Regions from separate parts of the Zea mays genome. Here region 1 is linked to region 2. A link is a contact called in public Hi-C data. All regions are on one chromosome and are shown on one strand. Each heading gives the region's core, a stretch centred on a gene start, on an enhancer-like site or on the middle of the called end of the contact. The rest is flanking DNA. Distances are from core to core; before and after follow the strand shown. Region 1 holds the start of LOC100272990. Region 2 holds the start of LOC542131 (NAM-related protein 1).

What was found. Hi-C and Micro-C count contacts between places; a contact is called where the count stands out from the background.
Region 1: a contact with region 2 is called in a Hi-C map of endosperm, with 4 times the contacts expected there. The contact joins the promoter of LOC100272990 here to the promoter of LOC542131 in region 2. A contact is called at or near these places in 2 of 25 Hi-C or Micro-C datasets (ear and endosperm).

What each region holds. Positions count from the first base shown.
Region 1 is chr3:32,126,545-32,131,508 of Zm-B73-REFERENCE-NAM-5.0, reverse strand. LOC100272990 reads left to right here and starts at 3,046. Exons shown (of 8, transcript NM_001147441.1): 1 at 3,046-3,320; 2 at 3,845-4,196; 3 at 4,283-4,511; 4 at 4,665-4,810. The coding sequence starts at 3,865. LOC100384527 (C-type lectin receptor-like tyrosine-protein kinase) reads right to left here and starts at 1,921. Exons shown (of 4, transcript NM_001322116.1): 1 at 1,714-1,921; 2 at 732-1,160; 3 at 56-626. The coding sequence starts at 1,795.
Region 2 is chr3:31,901,972-31,906,640 of Zm-B73-REFERENCE-NAM-5.0, reverse strand. LOC542131 (NAM-related protein 1) reads left to right here and starts at 1,395. Exons shown (of 4, transcript NM_001111762.1): 1 at 1,395-1,465; 2 at 1,555-1,781; 3 at 1,935-2,284; 4 at 2,410-3,346. The coding sequence starts at 1,571. The coding sequence ends at 3,024.

The DNA.
Region 1 (4,964 bases), core at 1,797-4,296, 220 kb before region 2:
CAACCTAGGAGAATTCACAGTAAGAGCAAAGTATTTCGTGGGAAGGATGACTTACGCAATTCCCTGAGCAAGAGTTGTGGCAGCTCTCATTCTCATTGCCCAATCAAGGCTCCGCCCTCCTCTGGGAATATGATGCAGCCACACATCCAAAGGACCATTCGCGACAAACTCATAGACAATAAACCGGTCACCATGATCATAGCAGCATCCTTTTACAGCAACCAAATTAGGGTGATATAGCTTTGCAACTCTCCGGATCTCAGAGTAGAAGTCCTTTTTCCTTTGCAGGCTCGACCTCTTAAGCCTCTTGATTGCTACTTTGGATCCATCCGGTAAGATTCCACTATAGGTTCCGCCTGTCTTTGCGTTGCCGGGAAGCCGGTTACCCTCGCTGAAGTTCTTTGTGATCGATCTAAGTTCTTCACTGGTGAATACTTTCCATTGCGGTGCTACCAATGCAGCAGCTGAGGCACTTAACACTTCTCGCGATCTTCTTCTTTTCTTGCTTCGCCTGTAGACAAGCAGCCAAACCACAACGGCTAGAGTGGTTGCCAGGATGAAACCACTCACAGCAATAATGGATATGAAATACTCCTTGTGGCAATGATCATGGTAGCATCTGTCCACTGATGACAAAACTAAACTGTTTAGCACAAATATATCTGAATTTCATGAAAAGCAAACTACCATTTCTAGCGAAACGGGTAAGCCTTGATAAATTACAGACTCACCGTGGTTCATCCTGCAGATCAGACCATGGGACTCACTGCACCTTTTTTCAGTAATAGTTGAAGGCTGACCATTGGTGACCAAAGTACAGAAATCGTTGCTGGTGGCTACTTTACATGCAGGATCACTGCAGTTGGCAGGCAATGGCTCACCAAGGAAGACAGTTTCATTCCAAACAGAGGAATCATCAGACCATTTCCAACCGTTACCGGTACTAGTGCTGTAGTGATGCCCTCCAACCCAGCATCCTGTGGATGATGATCCACAGAGAGACTTCACGAAGTTTAGCTCCTGGACTGATGATACTGCAGCAAGATGCCCGCTGTAGTTATGGCAGACAGCCTCGGATCTATCCCAAGAAAGGGAGGCTGATATGTACATGAAGCATCTGTTCTGAACAGGGCCGCCTTGCCAACCATCAGGGCAAGATGCTGCACAAAGTCGAAGTTGTTGATGTCAAAGCTAAAAAAAATTACTGATAGGGGCCATATGATGATGCACACAGGCCGCATAACGAATTGGGAAGCCGAAAGTTGTGTTTCAACAACCAACATAAACAATATATTAGGTGTGGACGGAAAATCGCAGAGTCATGGCCAGATCAAAGTGTAAAGAAGAGCTAAAGAGGAAAGTGAAGTAACAAATGGTCGTTGTCTACATTTCCTCGTGTCTCTTTGTGGTGAAGGCAAAATCCCCATCCAAAACTAGAAGACAGTTTGCACCTCCATATTGTTCGAGAATCAGCAGGCATGCAGCACAAGAGGTTAGAACAAGGAGTCATATCAATTTGGTAATTCGTCTCTTGGGTGGCTTAGGGACAGCGTGGCACATACATGACGCCATGGCGGCAAACAAAATAATACGTTCGCGGCTCGTTTTAGAATTGGTGGCTAAAATAAGAAGCGGTGGATCTAGTTGCCTTCCAAGGAGGAGGGAGAAGGGAGAAAGGAGGGGGCGGAGCGACAGGGAGAGAGGGTGACTCACGGCTTCGAGCCAGCGCAGGAGCGGCGACGGAGAGCAGTGAGGCAGCCAGCAACATGGGGAAGGCGAGCGCGGGGGCCGCCATGGCCCTCCCACGCCGTTGCCGTCGCAGCGGAGGCCGCTCGCTAACCCCGTTCCCTCCACTGGAAAGGGTCGAAAGCTGTGGTCAGTCGCCGCAGCCTCGGCCGACGCAGGGAGAAGTTGGGGAAGGAAAAAAAAAAGAAGGAAATTCTGACGATGACTGAAGACAGTGAAGATTGCGCGCGTCATAAATGAGGGCGCACCAAACCAAAGGCAGAAGCGCTCCCACTCCCGCCTTGACTACCGGGCAGCGCATTCAAGCCTGCTGTCCCCGCTGTCTGCCGCTGGGCCCAGAGAGCAGCAGGAAACCGGAGGAGCCCACACCCGCCAAGCGGGCTGGGTCGACCTTTGTTCTCTGGCAGACCCAGCCCAGCCCATGTTCCTCTCTTTCTTTTTTCGTGCGAGAGAAAAACAGAGTACACGTTAACGGTGGTCGTAGCGTGGTCGCCGGATCATCCACGTGGCACACATCTAACCGTTCGAGCCTCGATGCCATCTTACCAGGCCTTCCCCCCACGACTCGTGGTGCTGGAGCTCGTCGCCGCCGCCTTTGCCCGAAAATAGCAACCTTCAACCTAGTGCTGGGAATCTGGGCCGGGCTTTTCGGGCCAGCACGAGCACGACCCGAAAATAAGAGCCCAAAGCACGGCCCGACACGAAATAATATGGACCGGGCTAGTACGGCCCGAAGGCGGGCCTGGGCCGGGCCTCAAATTCTGACCCGTCGGGCCCCCAGCACGGCACGCATAGATGGGCCGGGCTTGGGCCAGCACGGCCCAATTAAGCCCAATCTGTTTAATCTCTTTAATTTAGTAAGATATTGACTTTATATTGTTGTTATATTTAGAGTTTATGTGGTTAAATGATGCTATAATTGTTTAATATCTTTAATTTAGTAAGATATGAACTTTATATGGTTATAATATTTTGATTTTATGTGGTCAAATATACGGGCCGGGCTTGGGCCGGCACGGCCCAACGAAGGCACGGCGTGGTTTAGGGCCGGGCTGGGCCACTGTTTTTACACTTCGGGCTGGCACGGCACGGCCCAAAAATTGTTTGGGCTTTCTTGGCCCGAACCCGTTTGGCACTAAGCACGATGGGCTTGGGCCGGGCCGGCCCGGCACGGCCCAATTCCCAGCACTACTTCAACCTTGTCCACCTCAAAAAATAAAAAAAAGAAAAAAAAGAAAAAAAGAGAGAGGAAAAGGGGACAAACCACCAACAACAACCAGAATATCGCATCGCCGTCGCGTCGTCGTCGATCTCCCCGCCCCGCCCGCGCCGCGGAATCTGACACATCTCTCTAATCTCTCCTAGGACCGGGTGCCCTTACATCCACCCGCAACGCAAATCGCCGTCCGAGCCATCGCGGTGTCTCGTCTCCCCGTGCGAGAGGACGCCGGCAGCAGCGGCGTGCCAGTGCGGTGGCTTGGTGGGGGAAGACCGGAGGCGTCGGCAGAGCTCGCGTCCAGAGGTGCACGGCAGGCCTGTTCTCGGCGTCGGCTGGGGGAAGGCGAGTAGCCGCGGTGGGTGATTCTCGCCCTCTCCCACCTGGTTTGGAATCGAATTGAAGTTAGTTTGTCCGAAACTTGGTCCATACGACTCAAATTTTGAAAACTTACCTTAGAAAAACTTGCGTTCCAATGCTCAAACTCCTCTCTATTGCACTGAACTTTGCCCCTCTCACATCACTTTTGTGCCGCTAACCAACCCAATTGCAACCGAACGCCTCAATGCTTGCTCGCCTCGTATTCCTCAATTCCATCGAATTGAATTGCTCATGCTATCATTTGGATCTCTGAGACTTCGCTTGCCCAACAACATTTTTTTTGTAGTTTGCTCTTCCTGGCCGACTAGATCGATAATCTCACTCTCACTATGTGGTGATGTGGTTAATTCGAGATCCAACCCTAGGGATTTGATTCCCACAATCCGCTTCTGCACCAATACCTGGACTCTACTTATGCACACATACATATAGGATTTCTGTTGCGCTATCATATGATAAATTTGGTCTGCAACTTCATGTCTCTTATCTCATTTTGTGCAGGGAAGGACGAGTGAATAATCATGAGCTCGATCTGCCCTTTCGCGGGAGCCACCACTGGTGGTGGTGTATGCCCTGTGAAATCTGATAAGAGCAACACTGGGGTGTGCCCTGCAAAATCTGACAAGAGCATCAGTGGTGTATGCCCTGTCACTGGCAAGGATCATGGTAGCAAGCTCAAGGAAAGTGGTGATCATGGTGAAGAAAAGGGCACCGATCCTCGTGTCGTACCAGCAAAATGCCCATTCGGCTATGACTCCAACACTTTCAAGCTGGGTCCGCTTAGCTGCATTGTCTGCCAGGCACTACTCCATGAAAGTAGCAAATGCAAGCCGTGTGCCCATAAATTTTGCAAGTGTGTTTCGTGCCTCACATCCAGCTCAATTGCATTTTGTGTTTCATTCGTTGCTTCAATAGGTTCTTACTGGATTTCCTTGGCAGGGCATGTATATCACGCTTTAAAGACTGCCCACTATGTGGTGCTGATATAGAGGGTATTGAGCCTGATGCGGAACTTCAAGCTCTTGTTGACCGCTTCATTGATGGTCATGCCAGAATCAAGCGATCACATGCTGCAGGGGATGTGGAAGCAGCAGATGGCAAGAACAAAGTCATATATGAGGATGTTTCCATGGAGAGAGGGGCTTTTCTGGTGCAGCAAGCTATGAGGGTCAGTAATTAAGTTAACTGCTTTAGCCTCTTATGTTGAAATAGATTCTTGAACCTGATAAATTTTAATAACTAATCATTGTCTATTATTCATGGATTTATTTACAATATTGGTGTTACAACTTACAACAAGGCCTTAACTGTTTGGCTCTAGGCTTTTCGTGCCCGAAACATTGAAAGTGCAAAGTCAAGGCTCACTATGTGTGCAGACGACATCAGGGAGGAGTTAAAATCTTCAGAAGATAACTTAGACCTATGTTCACAGCTTGGAGCTGTGTTAGGAATGCTTGGGGACTGCTGGTATGTCTGTTGGCTCTTAACTATTTCCCTCAAATGTTTTTATTCACTTCATCAGCAAACTAAGAAAATACTATGATTACTAGGGTGCAAATGGTTGGATACCTACGGATATGAACATGGATAGCTATATTGTTTCTTGGATTAGAATATGGAT
Region 2 (4,669 bases), core at 146-2,645:
TATGCTTGGGTCGATTCATTTCGGTTAGCTAGGGCACGCCCAAAACATGACCGCAGAGGATTAGCTCCATTCAATCGATAAGCATGTACATTCACGTATACCACACCTGGCCCTTGATGAGATGGGATGGCAGTATGGCACACGCCGTACCCATGCATGGACAAGCCCACGTCGCCGCCACTTTTCTACGGAAAGCGCCAGCACACATGCCACGCCATTTCACCAAGCCTGGACGGCACACATAGGCATGGACTCTAGCCATGCACTCCATGCACGCGCAGAATGTGTGATGGATCGGTACGCTGGATCAGAACGCGCGCGTAGGTTTCCTGACTTAATTCCTTTGAAAGCAAGGAACTGAAAAGGAAAATACCCCCTTCATTCCATGCATGCATAAATCAAGCGGTCGTCGTCGCCGCCTGTCCTGTCCCTTGGTTTGGGTGGCACAGTAACACGCGAACTGACCATGGTTTCCAGGGCTGGCTAGGCGCGCTTGGACCGACGCACACTTGTCACTTGCATTGGTCACCATGTAATCTGTGTTATCTATGCACGGTTTGTGTGTGTGTGTGTGACAACAGGCACAAACAGGCTATATATCGTCCAGCAGATAGATGATAGATACATCGGGTGTCTACATGCATACGCAGCCAGGGACAGCCGGACAGCACACCGCATCGGCACAACGGCCCGCGCGCATGCACGCACGCGTTTCTCCCATGCACCTAAAACTGACCGAGAGTAGTGAAGAACACGACGCTCCGGCGCCGCAATAATGATCAGCAACCAGATCACGACGACCCACATCTATCACTGGACTGCTTGTCCCAGATGGATGCCTACATCTACAGCAGCTTTCTATCGCGAAGGCGGCCCCTTGTAGCTAGCGGCCGGCCGTCAGCCGCGCGCGCATGCGCATGTCGACGTGGGCGGCCACCAGCCGCGCAGCCCTCTTGTTCATGCAGCCGGCGATCGACGGCCTGAGCAGACATGAGCGGCGCGCGGGCGGACTCACGCATACGTCCACAGGAATCGCATGCCAGGGCTGGCCGGGCAGAGGCAAACCGGAGGTAGAGACATTCCAGAACCCGGCCTCCATTCGGCACCTGTCGCCAGCACCAGCCGAGGCCCCGGCGCGAAAGTGAGCCCGGCCTGCGCGACGACAAGCGTGGCACAGTTGGAAAGAACAAGCGTCCAATGGCCAGTAGAAACAGACAGCACCGAAAAAGAGGGCCGCCGGGTATAGAGGCAGGAGCAGGAGGCTTCAGCGGAAAGCGCCTTGCGCGAGCACGCTTCCTGCCTATTTAACGCGCGCGCTGCAGCGTGCCTGTGGCTCACTGCACTACCAGAACACAACTCGCTAGCTCTGCATCATCCGTCGTTCTGGTGAGCGAGCGAGCGAGTGAGAGACCTAGCTAGACTGACCGGCGGCCGCCGGCAGGCCGAGAACGAAGCGTTTGTGCATGTATGAAAGTTTCGATTTTTATACTGTCGTCTACGAATTGTTCCTTGATATAAATGGTTGTTGTTAGTGCTTCATCGATCTGATCTCAGTGAAGGAGCAGGAGCCATGGCGGACCAGCAGCAGCCACAGCAGCAGCCGCAGGAGATGGACGTTGACCGTACCGGTGGCCTCGAACTGCCTCCAGGGTTCCGCTTCCACCCGAGCGACTTTGAGATTATCAACGACTACCTCACGAAGAAGGTGCACGACAGGGACTACAGCTGCATCGCCATCGCGGACGCCGACCTAAACAAGACCGAGCCATGGGACCTCCCGAGTATGTAACTAACGAGCGACCTCGATCGATCGATCTATCTGTGCATGCAGCTAGCGGATGCTGCTGCTAGTGCTAGACTAGACATGCTAGTCATCGAGCTATGTGTGGACTGACTGATACACGGTGCTTGTTTCGATCGCATGCATGCCGCAGAAGTTGCAAAGATGGGCGAGAAGGAGTGGTACTTCTTCTACCAGAAGGACCGCAAGTACCCGACGGGGCTGAGGGCGAACCGGGCCACTGAGGCGGGTTATTGGAAGGCGACCGGCAAGGACAAGGAGGTCTACAACCCCTTTGCAGCGGAAGGGCTGCTGCTGGTCGGCATGAAGAAGACGCTCGTGTTCTACAAAGGCAGGGCTCCCAGGGGTGACAAAACCAACTGGGTGATGCACGAGTACAGGCTCGAAGGCAGCGGTAGGCTCCCTGCTAGTCCTGCATCCGCATCCGGCTCAGCCACCAACATCGCTGCGGCCATGATGAAAGCTTCAGCTTCGGCTTGCAAGGTGCGTGGTACCAGTAAGTAATATATATCATCATCAGCAAGCAACCATGATGCATGCATCCACATACTACTTTCTTTGTTTGCTTGCCCGCCCACGGTCACGGCTTACAAATGAAATCCGCGCAGGATGAGTGGGTGGTCTGTCGTGTGTTCAACAAGACCACCGGGATCAAGAAGACGGCTGCGCCGGCATACCAGGTGGCCATGGCCGGTCCTGAGATGGATCAGAATCAGAACAACATTCCGGCCATCCCCATCCCCATGCCGCTGCAGCTGCCACTGCCCGTGCCCATGCAGATGCAATTTCCCATCCTGCCAGATTTTGCCATGGACCCGGTGGCCCCCTACTACCCCAACCCGAATGCCGGCGCGGGGATGATGCCGCCTATGGCATTGGCAGGTATGGGTGGCGCCGGCGGGCTCCAGATCAACGGCGCTCTGTTCGGCAATCCGGTGCCCGCGCCGCTGCCGATGAACTTCTACCACCACCAGATGGGCATGGGGGCAGCAGCTGGCCAGGTGGACATGGGGGCAGCGGCTGGCCAGATGGACATGGGAGCAGCTGGCGCTGGCGCTGGCGGCTTCGACGTTGCAGCGCCGGAGAGTAGGCCGTCCTCGATGGTGTCACAGAAGGACGAACAGGCTAATGCCGCCGAGATCTCGTCGATGATGTCTGTGACCGGCCCAGGGTCCGCGACCACCACCATAGAGATGGATGGCATATGGAAGTACAAGTACTGAAAAAGTGGATATGGAGTTTGGAGACAAATGCATGAATATGCATGTTATATCTACTATATCTGCATTGCATTTTGTGAAAATTTGCATGGTTCCTATATTTCTGCAATAACTAGTCGGTAAGATATGTGTGCATGCATGTGCTAGTATATACATGCATTGTATCATTGCATGTGTGGTATATGTGTGTGTCGTTTGGTCTTAGTAATCCGGGGCATGATGGTACCCATACCTGGATTTACATCTGCTTGGTCGTGCTGATGTTGTGTTGTAATTTGTAAAAAGCAGATTGAAGTTCGGTACAGTATATTATCGTGAACCTATATATATTATACTTGTGTGAATGATAGTATGTTGTTAAATTTTATGAACTTGATTGCGAAATTAAACTTTAAATTGTATGTATTTAAATTGTAATCTTTTTTGTTAAGGCTACTTACCAAATATGTATGTGATAGTTGTCATCACGCCTGCATACTTTTGCGGCGCCGGATAGGAACAAAACAAATCCTACGGCGCGGGCTCAACCTTATATTCGCTTTCTATCAATAACAGCTTGTAACACGTTTTCCTAACCCACTCCACCCCCAATAACCCCCACGTTCGATCCGTGCACTCCATATCTAAACCATCAACCTTAAGCGTGTCGGGGCTACGATTCTCATGGTTACGACCCACACATATATAGAGTGGTTTTAAGGGAGGCTGGTTCCCGATAGTTGAAGAAGTGTGAGGGTGTGAGATTTGAAGTAGTTTGTATTGATGTCAAAAAAAGAGGCTAGCGACGGTTTGCCACTAGAGTTATGCAAGATCTACAGGTGTGGTGGATACTAGCGAGCGTATGACCTCCTTTATTAGTGGATTGGAGAGCGTTGTGAAGGATCATGCATACGGTGGGCGGTATGGTAGAGGTTGCCGGTAACACAGATTGCCAACAATAGTTATAATATTATTTATATCCTAATCATTTATTTTTTGTCTACAAGATATATGGTTGTGCATTATAGGTACATCCTTCTAGAAAAGTTCAATTGTTAGCAGCTACACCGTTTCATTTGTTTGTCCTCCTTTGTTTCTCTTTTGTTTCCATTCAAAGGGATTCTACAGACAGTGCCCATGAAGTCGTTGGCACTAACACTACCGGAGACGCGTTCTTTGCCGAGTGCTCAAAGCTTTGCCGCGCACAAAATCTTGGGCCCTCGGCAAAGAATACTTTGTCGAGCGCCACTCTCAGCGAACCATGGCACTCGACAAAGACGACTGTGCCCTGTGTAAAGCACTCGACATACATAGACGCTCGAAAAAGGCGGATTTGCCGAGTGTCGAGCTCTCGTCACAACGAGGCACTCGACAAAGCGCCATCAGCAGCCGTCTACAGTTTAACTATGCCGAGTACCATGAAAGTTATGTCTTTGTCGAGTGTCACCCTCATACACTCGGCTATCCCATGACACTCGGCAAAGTATATTTGTTTTTTTTCTTTTTTCCCCAAACTTTTTTTGTGGTGTGTTACTACAATATATAGACTTATATGTTCGATTTTGGTACAAGTATCAAAGTGTTTGCTATAACTATTGGATAAGATATAAGATATGTGTGCATGCATGTGCTAGTATATACATGGATTGTATCATTGCATGTGTGTTAT